2 separate regions of the Anas platyrhynchos genome follow, and region 2 is linked to region 1. The links are chromatin contacts, called in public Hi-C maps. All regions are on one chromosome and are shown on one strand. The core of a region is the stretch at or near the end of the contact, and the rest is flanking DNA. Distances in the headings are between cores, read along the strand shown. Region 1 holds the start of WARS1 (tryptophanyl-tRNA synthetase 1). Region 2 overlaps YY1 (YY1 transcription factor).

Region 1 (3,852 bases), core at 859-3,358:
CCAGAAATCTCAGTGCTGGAATCTCCAAAGCAACAATCTACAATGAAAAATTGACCATTCAGAGCACAATTTATTATGGACTCCACAATACATGTAACTTAAAGATACAAATTATGCTTTTCTTAACAAAATCCGTGAGTATTTTATTCCCATTTATTCCTGGAATGTATTCCTCTATTATAGCACATCTGTACATTCAATGGTGCAACATCATTTGCCTCCAAGCACTTTGCATACATTTTTAATGCATTGCAGAGATGCATTTGCATACCGCAAGACAAGGAGAAAATGAGTGTGGAAAGGAAAACAAACTTCCAGAGTAAGTACTGCAAATCACTTCCACCTTACTTGCAGTAGAACTCCCTCCTCCTCGCACATAAACAAGAGGGCCAGTGGTTTAGGATGTTCATTTATAATAATACAAATACTACAGGTACTTTGGAGTAACAGTAACAGTTTCTTTCAACTCTTCCATACTGCTAAGTACGAAGGGGTTCAATTGGCTACTAAAAACAGTAAATGTATTTTTGATCCACTTGGTAGTCTTACAGGATAAAGAATTTTTCCCACTATCTCCTTTAATGTAACAGGCATAGGCCAGAAGCTACACTGAATTCACCGCTCACATTTACTTATAGAAAATAAAGTTTACTGTGGAGCTAATTTTCTCAGAACTTTTATGAAAAAGAAATCACACGCTGAGATTGCATATGGAACCTGGAATAATTTACCACTGTAACAATCCCAAAAATCTTTTTTTCCAAAATCTATGTGGCACATGTGGACAATAGGTTTAGCTACATTCACATCATAGATGGTGTCTGAAATAATGTTTAACCTCTGCTGTTTGCAATCAAAAAGCACCGCTACCCTTCAATTACTAAGATTTATTAGATGGCAAATTAAATTACTATTTCTGCTTTGTTTTCTTGCTCAGCTGTGAGCACTCATCATGCTACAATGATTTAACCTACAACACTTCCAGAACAGTTTCTGAAATTTAGGTTGGAGAATCTACCCTCAAAAGCAACTGGATTGAGACTGCTGTCCAAAAGGCAGTGTGTCCATAAGCATTTGCAGAGTTGATGCCACAAATGAAAGTCCTACAAACACTACTGCTGGAGCAGTATGCTGGCACTTGTAATGATTACTCATTTAACTTCACAATGAGATCTATTTGAGTTAAAATGAGCAGGTTTTATTTAACCTACAGCACAGCTACATCACAGGCTGTGGTCTGTGTTCTGTAACAAAGCTGGTAAGCACAAACCCCATTCAGACAAACACACTGATCAACATCAGGCCCTTTCCAAGTGATCAGGATGCTTAACTGGAACCCGGCTACTGACGTTTTAGCACATAAAAGCACCAAGATCTCCCTCTAGAGGGCATTTTGTCTTTATCTGTGGTTTATGATAGTTGCAAGCTTCAGCAACTTACAACTGTAAGAGATTTTTTTTTTTGAGTAATACAGCTTCATTTGTTAAAACAGCATCTCACTTAAGCAATTTCAAAGGGAAAAATAACTAAGAAGTGTTCCAGAACAACTCATTTAAAAACAGAAGTAGTAATAAGCACCCTTTTTCCTCCAAGTCAACTTTATTTGACAGTTCTCACCAACCAAGTACTAACACCGAAGGCCTGCACCTCAGTGACTACAGCACGCAGTTACTATTTGTAGCATAAGGCTGGAAACAGACTGCGACCAAGATTCACCATGTAAGTGAATAACTCACAGTAAGAAGCTGACCTCCGGCAGAAAGCTATGAATGAAGATATACGTGTGGGTTAGACTTGCAAAAACTGCTTTATTGCATTTTCAGGCACACAGACAAGAGGCAGCGCGAGGCTCTGGGGTAAGCAGGGGGCCCCTCCCTGCAGGTATCGGGATGCCAAACCAACACCTTGCTGCGGGACACTGCAAAGAAGCCGCTAAACCGCATCGGACGACATAAACCCACCCCGGCACCACACGCAGCCCCCGCAGGCCTCGGTATTTTGGGACGAGCAAAGCGCCCTCCTCACAGGAGCCCCCCCCCAGGCCCCGCCGCGGCCCCCGGTACCTGAGGGGCGGCCCCCGGAAGCCGGCGTCCCGCGGCTGCTCCCCGTTTATAAGCGCGCCGGGCAGAAACCGCTCCCCTCTCTCTAAGCGGCCGGCCTGTGGCTTTTTCCCCGCAGGCACAGCGCGGAGCGGCGGGCAGGGCTGAGGCCGCGGCTCGCTGCGCGATGGCGAGTCCTTCTGCGGGGGTCTCTAGGGGCAGGAGGGGCTGCTGGGCGCGGGTGGGGGCAAGGAGGGGGGGAAACGATGGTTCCGGGCGGAGCGTGTTTCCCAGCCGGAACGGGGCGCGGAAGGGGGAGCCGGGCGGGAGCGGCTGTGACACGATCGCGTCTGACAGGAGCGGGCCGGGAGCGGCTCGGAGCGGAGCGGCCGGGAGCGGGGAGCTGCGGGCGGGCAGGGGGGGAGCAGCCGCTGCCCCACGGCCTCTCCTGAGCGCCCGGTAGCGCCCAGCAGCCGGCGGGTGCCTTCCTTCCTCCCGAGGCTTCCCGGAGCGGGCTCTGGGAATGGCGCAGCTGCGCGGCACGCGGCGCCCCGGCCTCAGCGCGGCGTAGCCCCCAGCCAGGCCCGGGGAAGTTGCCCGCGGAGGCTTCTGACGGCGGCGATTTCAGTAAAGGCGGTGTGAGTGCATTCAGGGCTGGCTGTGCTGTGGGAGGGACGTGGTGAAGTCGCGCTCAGCCGCTAATGCAGCTGTCACCTGCTTCTTTATATATCTATATAGGTATTAATGCTGGGAAAGGGGAGCCATCTGCTTCTGTGATTCGTTGTGCCTGAATATGGGCCCTCTAAACTCCATCCATTCGTGTTTCATGCTCAGCAAGGGACCAATATGTGCTGGAGGGGCTCTCCAGAGTTCCTTCTGAAAGTGGGAGATGACAAGGCACTGAGCTTACAACTCCATTTCTTATAAAATCGTTAATGGGTACCTCTACGTATATTTGAGAGGCATATTCCTCCTCTAGTAAGGAAGAGATTTCTAACACGTGTTTTAGTCTCTGAACGTTCAGCTAGCTCCCTTTGGATGTACAAAATCCTTTGAAAGTCATCGGGGTTCTGCGTGGGCACAGAGCTCTTTCCTCATGGGCATGGCATGATAGAGAGTGCCCAGGGTGGATGCTATTTCCAACATACAGCTGTTTGCACTTTTAATTTGTCGCTGTCACCTCTGATTATAGTGCAGGGAAATTAAGAATCAGTGTGAGCTAAGATGATGTCATTTTCCTCTCAAGAAAAACCTCATGCAATAGCTTGGGTGGTTGCATAATGAAACCACTTCAGACTGTGATGCAGCACTTTGCCACGCTGGCCAAATTGCAGTGATATTTTCCATAGAATTTTTTTCCTCTCAGTTGGCTTTTCTCATTAGGGTTTGTACTGCTATCTCATTTTATCAGCCTCAGGTCTTATTAAATTCTTTTATGCATCTCTGTGTACCTTGTTGTTAAAACAACATAGCATGTTCATTGCTTTGAGATAGCTGCAGTTTGACTTGCAGTGTTATTTTTCAGATAGGTTCCTTTCTTATTGTCTTTTAACGCTTATTTTCTTGTATGTAAATACGGCAAAATCAGAATCATAATGGTTTTAAAATTCTCTCTTACCATATTAAGTTACTGCTTGTTTATCTACAGTTCTAAATATCTAAACATTCAGATGCTTGAATTATTACTCAAAAAATGGCTTAGAGCCTATGTACTGCTAAAAGCATCATCATTTAGTACAGGAAGCTGCTGAGCGTGAATATTTTTTTTTTTTTAAATAAGGTTTTTACTCATGGCAGGCTGATAACAGATTCA
Region 2 (3,468 bases), core at 11-2,510, 73 kb after region 1:
GGCATCCACGTGGATAATCACTCAAAGAAGAATTTAAAGACTTAAAAGTTCAAAAGTATTAAAGGAAGTTTTTGGTTTTACTTTAAAATTAGCTTTCTGCAAGAGGAGCCCAGACTAGAAGAACCTGGACTGCTGATCTTAATTGCACTGTTGCAGGTAGCTCTTGCTGGTGGTTAGACATCTGGTTCCCACCCAATAGAACATCCCTACCAGCTCCCTCCCAAGTTTTCTTAGCCTGAAACACTGACCAAAACCAGAACTCTAGCAGATACCGCTATTTAAAGCAACTATGGAGGCACACGTTAACACCTGGGTGGAACTTCCAAAACAGCTGCCTTTGCACAGAGCCCATTTCCATGGCAAGACCAGAATTCCCATTTCTGCAGCAAGCTTCTGTGGGCCACGTCTAGCAGTAACAACTGCAGACCATCAAAAAAAATGGAAGTATAACCTTTTAGACCCAGGTACAGGACATTGCAGTTAAAGGCTAAGCCTGATAACTTGTATTTAAAGCATCACATTGCTGGAGTGAAATCACAGGTATTAACCATTCCTCAAAACAAAGTTTCTTTCTAATATTGCAGTGACAGTTACAGCTAACTACCTCCTTTCACTGCCCTGCAGGAGCTGTTCCTTCCAGTAGAACCTCTGCATCAAAGCTCTGTCAATCTCCACAAACAATTATGCTGGAGATGAATCAGATTTTTAACAAGTTAGCCACAGAAACAGTGCTAAAGCAGTCAAAAGCAACTAACAGTATAGAAATCCACCCTCCCTTTCGCTATCTTTTTTTTTTTTTTCTTCCCGTTAAACCTGTGTTGTCATATTTTTTCTTCTCCCTCTATAGAAACCTAAACAGCATTGCTCTGGCAACTTCTTTTGCACTTCCTGGAGGTCTCTGATGATCAACAGTGATAATTCACCTCTACCGATGACCGCATCCCTATGAATGGTTAGAAAAGGAGGAAGTTATTCTCTACAGGTTCACTTCCACTTCTGGTCTGTTCCCTCACTGTCACACCCTTCATAGTGCCCTGCTGAGGCAGAAGTACCACAAGTGGTCCGTTTGTGCTAAAGAGCTCCCGAAACTGGCTAGACTGGCTTCTGGATAAACAGACACAAAGGGAGTGCCACAAGGTGTCCTAGGAATCTACCTACAATCAAAGAGCCCACAGTTAGCCTCCGACGCAGCTGGGCCCAGAACTGTTGTAAAATTAAACTGTTCCCTTTTGTTCCAAGGTTCCAGCAAAAATAGTTACTGGTTTTGTTCCAGTTTGCAGAACATCATGTATGTAAACACAGAGAGTGACCTTAGCAGCGTGGGACAGAGCAAGAGATTTCCCTTTCCCCCGAGTAATGCCTGGGGTAAAGCAATTGTCAGTTTACTGCCCTTTAAGTGTCTCTGGAACAAGAACAAGACGAGTACAAAAGCACATACCTTATAAAGAGGCCTAAGTCATAAAGCTAGGTGGCCAGCATGCTTTGTCATGTTTAAGAAGGGTGTCCAGTTTCAAACTCTAACACAGTAGCCTTGCCTTTGTTTTCTATCCATTTTGGAAAGCCGTCTTAACAGGAGGGGCACTTCCTCCAATGGCTCTCTTCCAGGAAAGGTACCAAGAGGAGCAGAAAATAAAGCCACAGAGAAGATAATTTTTACCACTAGGACCCATTACTGTGCCAATTTCCCAACTTCTCTTTTTATTTCTTTGTATTTTACTTATATTTGTACTGTGCTGTCTCTAGTCAGTTCAGTCATCTATCAAGAGAGCAGACAGGAGTTTTCAAGGGGATTTGTTTGGGAGAATTTTAAAGAAGCCTACCATATGCACCAACTAGAAACACATCTGTTACTTCTCCAAGCAGTTATGACTGCTTCACATCTAACTACAGAGCAGCTCGTAATCGGTTTAGACTTGGATGAAACATTTTCATCCAAGGTTTTCAGCCTTCATCAAAGGTTTTCAACCTGGAGAAGGCTCAGGGGTGACCTTATTGCTCTCTATAGGTACCTTAAAGGAAACTGGAGTGAGGTGGGGGTTGATCTGTTCTCCCACATGCCTGGTGACAGGATAAGGGGGAATGGGCTCAAGTTGCACCAGGGGAGGTTTAGGTTGGATGTTAGGAAGAACTTCTCTACCAAAAGGGTTGTTAGGTATTGGAATGGGCTGCCCAGGGAAGTGGTGGAGTCACCATCCCTGGAGGTCTTTAGAAGACATTTAGATGTAGAGCTTAGGGATATGGTTTAGTGGAGGACTGGTTAGTGTTAGGTTAGAAGTTGGACTCCGTGATCTTGGAGGTCTCTTCCAACCTAGACAATTCTGTGATTTTATTTCACCTTAATGGACTTTCAGTGTCCCAGCCAAAAGGTATCGAAAGAAAAAGGAGGTAATTTATGAGGTTTTATTTCTTTTGTTGCAGATCATTGACAACTAATGTTTTACATTCTGATCTGACTGCCTTAGAGAAATACACAAATCCATTTTTACTTTTATTGAATTTTTAAAGCGTAGTAGAGAAAATGCATGAGTTGTACAATAGAATGCAGTAATTTGTGGAAGGAAGTTGCCCAACAGGTATAATTTATAGTCATTCATCTATGAATTACTAAGCAGATCTTAATGTTCTGATGCAGTTTGTTTATTTGCGGTGTTTTCAATAGTTTCAGGATGTAGAAAAACCCTTTCCAGGAATCACTACAGAGGTTCCAGTTAAAGGGCCCAGATTCCTGTTACATGACTCAATGACGCACCAAAAAGGCAACAGAATCCAGCGGTATGTCGATGGAATAAACGCTCGTTCCGCTGGTGCCACCTAGCTGCTGAGCAGCAGTGGTGCCCATTTCACGTGCTGAATTTCTGCAGCTTCTGAAATGCTTTTTGTAAGGCTGCAGCAATACAGAAGACTTCAAGCATCATTGAGACCACCCCTCTTTACCCCTCACTAAACAGACTCAGAACTCCAGACCCCTGCCTGAAATCGGTTACTACTAAAATTAAATTCCAACATGCATTTTAATTAAGAGGCCACAAAGCTTTTAAGTTACCCAAGTTAAATTACCCAAGCTTTGCCCATTTCAAGTTAACCTCAGAACTCTGTTCCCATAAATTAATGCAACTGTCTCAGTCAATTTACCCTTAATCAATATAAGCTGCACGGGTATAAAGAGTGAATCTAGCCTGGTTTTGAGTAGCTGATTTACAAATGTATAGCACGTTTCTTCCAACTAATTTAATGAAAATGGGAAAGCATCCCAAAATAGCTTGTTTTCAACTGCACAAAATTAACTTAGTATTAGATTTTCCTAGCCTGTTTATGCTTCCTTATATGTGGACTATGCACAAACTTTTTCCACATCAAAATACAAGGCAATACCACATGAAACTTGTGAATTTGAAATCTCTTAAAACTTAACATGCTGGTCAAAGCTTTCAGAATACAGCTGAGAATTTTTGAAGTCTGAATACTGTA

What was found. A called contact is a pair of places that touch in the nucleus more often than the background predicts.
Region 2: a Hi-C map of subcutaneous adipose tissue shows a contact between it and region 1, with 2.4 times the contacts expected there. The contact joins the enhancer-like site here to the promoter of WARS1 in region 1. A contact is called at or near these places in 4 of 8 Hi-C or Micro-C datasets (F1 follicle, liver, skeletal muscle and 1 more).

What each region holds. Positions count from the first base shown.
Region 1 is chr5:12,534,993-12,538,844 of IASCAAS_PekinDuck_T2T, forward strand. It overlaps WARS1 (tryptophanyl-tRNA synthetase 1), which reads left to right and starts at 2,109. Exons shown (of 11, transcript XM_027457764.3): 1 at 2,109-2,229. WDR25 (WD repeat domain 25) reads right to left here and starts at 2,192. Exons shown (of 7, transcript XM_027457762.3): 1 at 2,064-2,192; 2 at 1-37.
Region 2 is chr5:12,608,946-12,612,413 of IASCAAS_PekinDuck_T2T, forward strand. All of the region lies in intron 2 of YY1 (YY1 transcription factor), which reads right to left. Among named protein-coding and RNA genes, the nearest start is that of YY1, 14 kb to the right of the region's middle. Within about 2 kb of position 1,261, at least 5 of the 8 cell types and tissues checked have an H3K27ac peak or open chromatin away from gene starts, as enhancers often do. A contact at or near this core is called in F1 follicle and subcutaneous adipose tissue, where this site is marked.